Linked DNA regions of Sus scrofa: region 1 is linked to region 2. The links are chromatin contacts, called in public promoter capture Hi-C maps. All regions are on one chromosome and are shown on one strand. Each heading gives the region's core, a stretch centred on a gene start, on an enhancer-like site or on the middle of the called end of the contact. The rest is flanking DNA. Distances are from core to core; before and after follow the strand shown. Region 1 holds the start of PLPP1 (phospholipid phosphatase 1). Region 2 holds the start of SKIV2L2 (superkiller viralicidic activity 2-like 2).

Evidence for each region. Promoter capture Hi-C pulls out the DNA fragments that hold promoters and counts their contacts.
Region 1: a contact with region 2 is called in a promoter capture Hi-C map of liver, with 2.6 times the contacts expected there. The contact joins the promoter of PLPP1 here to the promoter of SKIV2L2 in region 2. A contact is called at or near these places in 1 of 5 promoter capture datasets (liver) and 1 of 2 datasets of contacts at active chromatin or transcription factors (skeletal muscle).

The regions. Positions count from the first base shown.
Region 1 is chr16:34,739,753-34,744,965 of Sscrofa11.1, reverse strand. PLPP1 (phospholipid phosphatase 1) reads left to right here and starts at 3,442. Exons shown (of 6, transcript XM_013984779.2): 1 at 3,442-3,487. The coding sequence starts at 3,457. It overlaps SLC38A9 (sodium-coupled neutral amino acid transporter 9), which reads left to right. Exons shown (of 16, transcript XR_002339779.1): 14 at 3,376-3,487.
Region 2 is chr16:34,474,612-34,479,714 of Sscrofa11.1, reverse strand. SKIV2L2 (superkiller viralicidic activity 2-like 2) reads right to left here and starts at 1,488. Exons shown (of 27, transcript XM_003133964.6): 1 at 1,075-1,488. The coding sequence starts at 1,208. It overlaps DHX29 (ATP-dependent RNA helicase DHX29), which reads left to right and starts at 1,482. Exons shown (of 27, transcript XM_013984775.2): 1 at 1,482-1,842. The coding sequence starts at 1,662.

The sequences.
Region 1 (5,213 bases), core at 2,193-4,692, 260 kb before region 2:
CCTGCAGCATATGGCGGTCCCCAGGCTAGGGGTCAAAGTGGAGCTGTAGCTGCCTGCCTATGCCACAGCCACTTCTGCAAACCACCCCGCAGCTCACAGAAACACCCGATCCTTCACCCACTGAGCAAGGCCAGGGATCAAATCTGAATCCTCATTGATAATAGTCAGGTTTGTAATCTGCTGAGCCACAACAGGAACTTGTAGAACACATTTCAACAACTTTCTGTGGTTCAGCCCCATTTTCCAACTTGATTACATTTGGCATATGTACCTCAAAAGTTTACATTTTGCCATCTCTCCCCGAATATACCCTCAGATACTGACTCAAATCCTCCCAATTAAATTGAACTCTTGTATACTAAACCTGGCTCTGCTTCTTTAGAAATCGGTTCCATTGATTTATTCAGCAGCAAGGGTTGTATGTTTCCCATTCACCAAGCATAGCTCTCATTTATGGGGCTGCACAGAATAATAGGAAAGGCTTCCTGCCGTGAGAAGCTCCTGGTTCCAGGTCTCTGATCCATGAGGGCCCTGGGTTTGGGTTTTGACTTTGACTCTTTGAACTTACAGTACTCACATTTCCTTTCCAAAGAGGAACTTGGTGTCCTTGCTGATGCAGAGCATGTGTATCTGCCAAATCCCTGTACGTGACCAGATATCCGGTCCCAACTTTCCATGGTCCTCCTTGTCTTGGAAGCCCAGCATGGCAGCCCTTTGCCTGGAGATTCCACTTGAGTTCAGAAGCTCTGTCCACATAGCAAAGGTTATATACCAGAGCCTTTGGGCCTATGGAGCTTCTAAGATGTTGCTTCTGTGGGATATCTGCCCCGTTTGTTTCCTCAGCCTGACTCCCACTGGACTGTGACGGAGTTCTAAGACCCCAGTATATCTGAGAGCTCGTCTGTGACAAATCAAAGTGGGAGCCCAAGGAAAACATTTAAGCGGTTTCCTCTCTGAAGCAGTCGGTGGGGCTCAACTGTCAGAGTGGTGCCTGGTGGCAGCAACCCTACCAGGTCCTTGGGAGCCCAGGTCTACCCAGTAAAAATTCCTGGGCCACCCCTGTTTTGTCACCTTCTGGCAAGAACTGGGGGTAGGGCTGGTTACTGTGAGGTGCTGTACAGAGGAAGTCGGGTAAGCACTGTGCACAGCCTCTGCCTAAGAGGCAGTCACACCTCCAGGGCATTCCTACCTGACATCTGCATGTGCAGCAGCATGGAGGACAGAAAAAAACATCCTTGCAACCCCACTGAACCTAAAAGGGAGGAGATAATCAGACATCTGAATTGTGGTGGACTCTTACAAAACGATTATCCTGGACTCTTCAAAAATACCAATGTCATATTTTTTTAAAAAAGCAAGGGACCTATTCTTGACGAAAAACTAGAGAGACATGACAGCTAAGTGCCAATGCATGATCCTTGATTGGAGCCAGACTGAAAAAATATATAGCCATAAAAGACATCATCAGAACTATTGTGTGCTTGTGTCTGGGTGTGTGTCTGCATGTATAGGAAGAGACAGAAAGAAAAACAAATGTGACAAAATGCTAACAATTAGTAAGCCTAGGTGAAGTATATATAGATCTTTTTAAAAAAAAATTTATTATAGTTGATTTACAATGTTCTGTCAATTTCTGCTGGACAGCAAAATGACCTAGTTATACATATATATACATTCTTTTTCTCACATTTGCCTCCATCATGTTCTATCACAAGTATATACGGCTCTTTTTTAAAAAAATGATTTTTATTTTTTCCATTATAGTTGCTTTTCAGTGTTCTGTCAATACATGACTCTTCATCATACTGTTTTCTCAACTTTGCAGTAGGGTTTAAATTTTTCAAAACAAGTTTAGAACTGTAGTGTGGTCTTGTGGGGGATGAATGGCAGTAAGAAGGAGAAGATGGCATGAACAGACTGGCAGGGACCAGGGGAGGCTTGGCAGTCCCAGTCAGCCCTGGACCAGGTCCCAGTCCCAGTGAAAAAGCAAGAACCAAAAAGACAAGGCAGGCAGACTGACCACAAACATAGGCAGGGAACCTACAGCTTAGTGCACACCTGGGTCAATCCCATCATCTGGGGGCCAGATGTGGTTGCAACAGGCAAATTCCAGACCCACTAATAAGCAAAGAACTCCCAATAATGCCACGTGTGGCCTGCGGAGGCTCAGGACTGGGAAATGCTGAATGAGCAAGTGCTTGGCCGTTGTTCCAGAGGCCAGACAGGATTGAAGCCAGCAGGAACCGACATGTCTGCCTGTTGTTGGCCGAGAAGCCCAAAAGCCCGAGGTTGGGGTGAGACCTCATTAGGAGACAGGGACCTAACTGGGTTATGTTTGCTCTTAACTGGTTGAATTTTGCTTTACCAGATTAAGTTACTGATTAAGCCCGCAGATGTCCCCCACACACACTTTCTTTTGTCTTCTATTCTCTATTTCGTAATTCTTTCTGGCTGTTGCTGTTCCTCTTTTGGTTTTATGCCATTATGATGTGTGGGAAACATTAGGAGACGTCTCTACAGCATCTTAAAATGCCTGAGTACAGAGATGAAAAAAAAAAAAAACCCAAAGCTACCAAAGCTAGTTTTGGACTCAGTACTGTAATGTGTCATTTCCAAAGGTCAGGGAGCTGAATGCTAAAGTGACCAAATTTCTAGGCCCTCTGGATTTGTCATCTTTTGGCATTTCCATGAGTTTTCTGGCCCCTATAGGAATTGCTGATTTCTCTTTCCCGACTCTCTTTTAATCCGAGCTGTCCTAAGCAGAGCTTCCTCAGTTCTGGACAGGACTAGCAGTTCAGCCCTCTCCTCTCTAAGGCTCCCGAGTTTTCTTCGCCTGTATGTGGAGATGTACAGTTCGGAAGGTCAGCCAGGGGTTGGTGTGACAGATCCAGCCAAGGGCCTTGCTCATTTTCCAGCATTCGGCTCAGAAACAAAGCAGCCACGACAAGTATTGCCAAGACCATGTGTTGGGAGCCAGGAGTAGATGAATCCCCGGTGTGAGTGAGGAAAACAGCCACTGAGTTTGCTATGCCTGTGATTAACATGCAGGATTCAGCTGGGAGAAGGCACCTCCTAAGAAACCTTAGCATTTACAGATGTGGATTCAAGCAAACCCCAGTGGTTTTCAATCTCAATCTCTTTCTCTCTTGTGCTCACTCTCCCTTTCCTTTAGCAGCAAATCCCTACTTTCAGGTATAGATTTTAGACAAGAAGCAACACACAAAAGAGAGAAGAACTCAGCCTAATTTTTGTGGGGGCTGCAGAATCTATGTGGCCCCTCCCGCAGTCACCCCAGGATAATTTCAGGGTAGTGTCTGGCCCCCGGGAATCCAGGGTTTGAAGACTGTTGCTTTGATCTGTTTTCCCCTCACACAGAGGGAATATGGCATCTTCTCGATCGTGACTCCTCGGGTGCTTCTCAAACAACACCTCTCCACCAGTCCCTGAACTGTTTTCATGCTTCAACACATACCAAGAAATTCATCAGGTAAGATTTGTTGTATTTCTTTTGTAAACGTTGGAAAGTGTTCTTCGATGGAAAATGAATCTAATGATAACTCATGATATCTCCCCAAAAAAGAGCATTGGCCTGAACTTCATGGATTTCATTCTCCTAGAAAAAAATGCAAGTGTGGTCACATGGTTTCATTTCCATGAGGCCAAGCAGCAGTATCATTCTCAATTCCTTCACGGGATGGGAGACCTCAGAGTGTGGCTCTCCTCACCAGGTCTATTGCTTTGGCTTTGTGTTAACATCTTGGATGGAACTGAACTTGCTTCATTTTTTGATTATTACACATTGTATTAGCTTTCTTTTCCTGCCATTGACTGCTAGTTACATCTATGATCTCAAACGTCATGGGATAGAAAACTGTGGGAAAGTTCATTTTTGAAGCAATGGAACGTTCCCAAATGTGAGAATAACACAGCAACCTATGATGGGAAAGGCCACTACATAGCTTTATTACATCAGTTATCACAATTGCAAAGACCCTTGGGATGGAAAAATTTTTATAAGATTACCAGTCATCCCAAAAGAACGAAGCGCTTTTAGTCATCCATTTTGAGTTTGTTTGGCTCACTCCTCAGCTACCTCGTTAGTTTTCATTTTATTTCACCAGTGGTTGGACTGTATTTCCCTAGGCCATGCCAGTCAGAAGGCTGTACACTCTAAGTATACAAATAGTGATGATCCTGTTTTTGTCCTTACCTCTGGTCTCCCATCAATGTCCCTTCTGAGAGCCCCCAAAGAGCATCTCACCTGGAAACACCAAAAAGTTTGGGACCACCTTGGGCTGCTACCACTGTCTTCCCCATCCTGTCCCTCTCCAGTGATGTCACCTGCCCAGTCCTGCCCTACCCTGGCAGCTGTGTGAAGGAGCCTCAAGGCTGCCTCCACTGTGCGCAGTCAGTAATTCCTCCAGGTACATTGCCACTGCCACCACCTCTGATACACCAGGGCTTTCGGTGTACCAGTGTGCAGATGAATGTTCTAGAGGTCATGAAGGGTGGGGACAAGATGGGAGAAAGTCTTCTCGCCCTTTCATGTAGCTGTATGAATGGAATGCTGAGGCAGGACTGCCTTTCATCCAGCATCTTGGAGTTTGTTGTTGTTGTTGTTGTTGTAAATGGAGATAAGGTTTGTTTTATAAGGTTGTTTTGAGAATTTTTTTATGGCCACACCCACAGCATATGGAAGTTGCCGGGCCAGGGGTTGAATCTGAGCGGGAGCTGCAGCAATGCTGGATCTTTAACCCACTGCACTGGGCCAGGGATTAAACATGCACCTCAGCAGCAACCTAAGCTGCCGCAGTTGAATTCTTAACCCACAGTGCCACAGCACAAACTCCATCTTGAAGTTTTTTTGGGTTTTTTTGGTCTTTTTGCCATTTCTTGGGCCGCTCCCACGGCATATGGAGGTTCCCAGGTTAGGGGTCGAATCAGAGCTATAGCCGCTGGCCTACACCAGAGCCACAGCAATGCAGGATCCGAGCTGCGTCTGCAACCTACACCACAGCTCATGGCAACGCCAGATCCTTAACCCACTGAGCAAGGCCAGGGATCAAACCCGGCACTTCATGGTTCCTAGTTGGATTCGTTAACCACTGAGCCACGACGAGAACTCCCATCTTGGAGTTTTTAAAGAGAGTAATCATCCTAGTCCATTCAGGTTGCTATAACAAATATCATAGACTAGATGGCTTATAAAAAAC
Region 2 (5,103 bases), core at 239-2,738:
TTGGTGCCATTTCTTGGGCCGCTCCCGCGGCATATGGAGGTTCCCAGGCTAGGGGTCCAATTGGAGCTGTAGCCACCGGCCTACAGCCACAGCAACGCGGGATCCAAGCTGCGTCTGCAACCTACACCACAGCTCACCGCAACGCCGGATCCTTAACCCACCGGGGGGGTGGGTCGAACCCGCAAACCTCATGGTTTCTAGTCAGATTCGTTAACCACTGAGCCACGACGGGAACTCCTCTTTCCTTAAGTTTTATTGCACTTAACTATATGTACAGCTCATTGTAGTTCAAGCTCCTACTAACTGTAAGGTATGTATCTGTTCTACCTCCTTACCTCGACTAAAAATTCCCTAAGAGCAAAATCATGTCTAACGTAGCATCTCTTAGGAATCTCCCTCAAGATCAAGAGTAAACTTTATTCATTATTAATGAGTTACCTTACTTTAATTCAAGCTTCGAGGACCAGTAAATTTTAATATTTTTCTTAATAAAATCCAAGAAAGCCAGCATTTGAGAATCTACCATGTGCTAAAAGCACCGTTAGGCGCTTTAAACATATCGCATTTAACCCTCACAAAACCCCTAGTGGTTGGCCCTATCATCTCATGATGAGCAAGAACATTACTAATTTCTCTCTTATGTTGTTATTTGCCCCTTCCGCTCCAAGTCAATCCAAGTCACATTATCGAAACTCCCTACCCCTTCACTCAATTCGTTTCTCGAATATTAAAGGCTCTGGGCCCAGTACTGTGCCGGTGCTAGGAGTACAGAAGCTAAGGAACAGCTTACAGCTTACCTGTCCTCACGACCCCACAGCGCAGACAGGTGTAGGTAGTCACGCCAACGCGGGGGTAAAGGAAATGCAGCGGAACGCTGTCTGCGGCCGCCCGGGAAGGCCAAAACCCGCGCCTCCCAAAACCAACTTTCCTCCCCCACTTCCAACATTTCTCTCAACCCCCTTCACTTCCCGACGCTGCTAACGTACACCCACTTTCTCGTGGTCTTCAAGAGTGTCCGATTTTCTTCCCTCAGCGCTGAGAGGGAAAAAAAGACATCTCGGACATCTTCCTTACCCGGCCTTTTCTGCAGACCCTGGTGGCCCCTTCCATTTCCCCTTCTCCTTCTCCTTGTCTTTTTTGGTTCCGGGCGCAGTGGTCGAGTCGTCCTCAAACACGCTGAAGAGCTCATCCCCGAAAGCGTCCGCCATCTTTCGGAGTTGTGAGACCAAATCTCGCTCTTACCCACGATGCCCCGCAACCGCGCCGACGGTGACGCCAAGGGAAGCCGCAACAGGGGCCCGTAGGAGACAAAATTAGTTGAGTCGCACAGCCCTCAAGGCTTCTTTTTTCCCTTTTGGACCTTTTTTCCCTCTTTGGACCTTTCTTTTCCTTTCCAACCACTAGCGGACGCGCATCTCCGAAGCTGAAGTGGCAGCGCGGCGGCGGTTCCCGGCCCGCAGCTGATCCCTAAAGGGGCGGAGAGGAGGCGGGACCTTGGGGAATCGGGCCAATTGAGAAGCAGCGGTCGTTCCGGCCGGAGGAGCCCGGATGGAGGACGCAAGGTGGCGGCGTGGGACTGGGGGAATGTGAACAAACCTTGGAGGCGGTGCGGGAGTGGTATCGGGATCAGACCAGAGCTGTGATTCTGCCACTGCTGCAACATGGGCGGCAAGAACAAGAAACACAAGGCTCCGGGTGCCGCGGCGGTCCGGGCCGCCGTGTCTGCTTCCAGAGCCAAATCCGCCGAGGCCGGAGCTGCGGTGGAGGCCCAAAACAAGAAGCCTGTGGCCAGACAGCCCCCCGCCGCTGCTGCCAGCAACAGGGAGCCCCGAGTAAAGCAAGGTATGAGCTGTCGGGCGCCAGGATCTGGCCCTAGGGGGAAGCCTTCGCACCTGGGCGAACCCTTGGTCTCAAAATTTCTGTCTTCCGCAGCCACAGTTGCTGGCTCCGTATCAGGCAGCCTTGTTTTAGATCAGTGTAAGCTGTTAGGGCCTCCAGAGTTCCGACGGTAGCGCCCCCCAACCTAACCTCCACTTTTTCTAATTCTGTGAACTAAGTAAAAATTGCATTAGCTCCCGTTTCATCAGCGATCAGTCTTGAGCCATCATCTAAACTAGCGACTCGCATGCAGAGAATACTGTCTGGAGTTATTAACCTCCTGGAGCCAGACCCATTTATTTACCTCCTCCTCAACCTCTTCAGCCACGATGTAGTGTTTCCACGTGCTATGTAAAAATCAGTACTTAATAAGAATTGCAGCACTTGCACACCGAATATGGATATAACCTGTTGTAAAATTATCAGCGATCTTTACCACAGCATTGCATTTTTGCTTATTGTGCCATTTGATTTGATAACTCAACTTGGAGATTGCCGGTTCTGGCTGCAGATCAGCAGGCCACTATTACAGCTGATTTCAAAAGATAAACAGTTATACACTATTTTGTTCTGCTTAGCTTGTCTTAGTTCTTATTGAAATGTTTAGCCAACAAATATTTATTTAAAACCTACTTTGTATCTGGCACGATGTTAGGGATGGGATGAGCAAAATAGGCAATCTCTCCCGGAGCTTGCCCGTCTAATGGCGGACACAGACCTGAAGTAATCGCACAGACATCGTTCTATAAGTGCCACAAAGAAAAGCTAAGTAAGAGAATTTAACAGGGTAACCCAGTTTTTACTGAGGAGGAGGAGGGATCATTCACGGTCTCTTTGAGAAAGTGACTGTTAAGCTAAGATCCAAAGGGTGAATAGGTGTAAACTCTATAAAGAAGGGGGGAAATAGTATTCCCGGCAGAGATAAGGAAAACGGTGTGCAGAGATCTTGAGTCAGAAAAGAGCATTGGCCTTTGAGATCTCAGAATGTAAGCATTGTCTAAGGAGAAGATGAGACTGAAGTAGGCAGGTAACAAACTTTCACCTAGAAGGTGGATAATAATCTGTGCTCTGCAATTTACTGTAACTTTTTAACTACAAAGTTATGCCTGCAATTACAGATACAAAAAATTTCTCCTTGTGTATTCTGCGGCGTTTTTATTCTGAGTCAGCCTCTTTCTGACTTCCTTTGTCTTTCCTGATATTCCTCTGAATTCTTTGAACTTTCTCATAGCCATTTATTGTATTCTTTGGTTTCCCATTCCCCCAGCCCCCAAAAGTGACCGTTACCGAAGTGTCATTCTGTGACAGTATGCTTTCCTCTTTACAGACCTTCTATGAGAGTTTATCTACTTCCATTACTTCTTCTGTCTTTTCCTTTGTAGATGACTCCTCAAGCAACATGTCCAATCCTGGTCTCTATTCCAAGCTCAAGTCAGCCATTTCTACATTTATTTGGACACTATTTTGCAAGCATCTCAAATTTAACATGGCTAATACTAAACTACACTTCCCAGCCCGCCCCCACCCCTACTCCCACCCCCAGTAGCTTCTCCTCTGACTTCTTTCTCTTTTTACATATTCCTCTTTATCCCATGTCAATAGTTATTTTTTTGTGCCTTTCTTTCTTTTCACATCCAATGTGTTGTCAAGCTCTGTGCAGTCTTTGCATATCTTACATGTATACCCTTTTCACTTTTGATTTATACTGCTCACACTTCAGTCAAGACACTCATGAATTTCTGGAGTACCAACACAGCCTTCTAAAGAGCTAGCTGTGCTTTTTTCCTCCTCCAGTCTGTCCCACATAAGGTGTCAGATTGATCTTTCAAAACCACTTCTTTTGGGAGAGGGAGTGGAATGGACTGGGAATTTGGGGTTAATAGATGCAAACTGTTGCCTTCTGTTGCCTTTGAAATGGATAAGCAATGAGATCCTGCTGTTTAGCACTGGAAACTATTTCTAGTCACTTATGATGGAGCATGATAATGTGAGAAAAAAGAATGTATACATGTATGTGTGACTGGGTCACCTTGCTATACAGTAGAAAATTGACAACACTGTAAACCAGCTATAATGGAAAAATTAAAGATCATTGTAAAATTATAAGAAATCGTTAAATTAAAAAAAAACACTTCTTTGATCATATCACTTCCCAGTCTTTTCTACATCATCCTCACTGACTTTGTGATAAGGTACAAAGCATTGAGCTAGTATCTAAGACCTCCTTTCTAGTCTTTTTACAGTTCCTATATTTAGCTATAGCAAATCTAGTATGTTTCACTGATCCCAATGCAGCTTTTGGCTTTCTGCTTTCTCATGCTTATTCTTGACCATTTTCTTTTATTGGCATACCATCCATCCCCAAGATTATCTACCAGAATTCTATAATAATCACCCCAGCTCTCAACTGTTTGAATTGTTCCTATGGATACATAGCTCATGCATCATTGTTGTTTGATTATTCTTTTTGATATTTAGATCTTGCCTGTGGCAATGGTATTTGATATCAGATCTTGCCTATGTGATGAATTATACATTTTACCTATCCTACAAAATTTTAGGAGGTAGGAACAGTTTCATGAGTACATATCCCTCAGTATCTACTCAAAGGCTATGAATAGGGTCATTCAAAAAATTTCTTGGGTCAGTGACAAGGAAAAATTCAGAGGAATTATTAAAACCAAGAAATCAAGAGAGAGAAAATGAGAGGTTATCTACCAAATTTGTGAGGAATTTTTTTGTAACCATAAATCAATATATATAGCAGTATACATAAAATGTTGCAACAAGATTTCTGCATAATTTTGCTTTCTTTTTCCTGTTTGGTTATTTTTATATTACATATAATAGGCCTATTTTTAAGAAAAAAATGGAAAAATACACACACAAAAAATCACCTCTGAACTCTATTTTCCCTAATGTAAATGTAATTGTTTTACTCTACTTCTATCCCTCTGTCTTTTCAAACAATTTGAAGGGTTGTCTTTTTGTCTTTTTTTTTTTCTGGGGCCCCACCTGCGGCATATGGAGGTTCCCAGGCTCGGGGTCCAGTCGGAGCTGTAGCCACTGGCCTATACCACAGCCACAGCAACACGTGATCCAAGCTTCATCTGCGACCTACACCACAGCTCACGGCAACACTGGATCCTTAACCCACTGAGCGAGGCCAGGGATCAAACCTGCAACCTCATGGTTCCTAGTTGGATTCGTTAACCACTGAGCCAT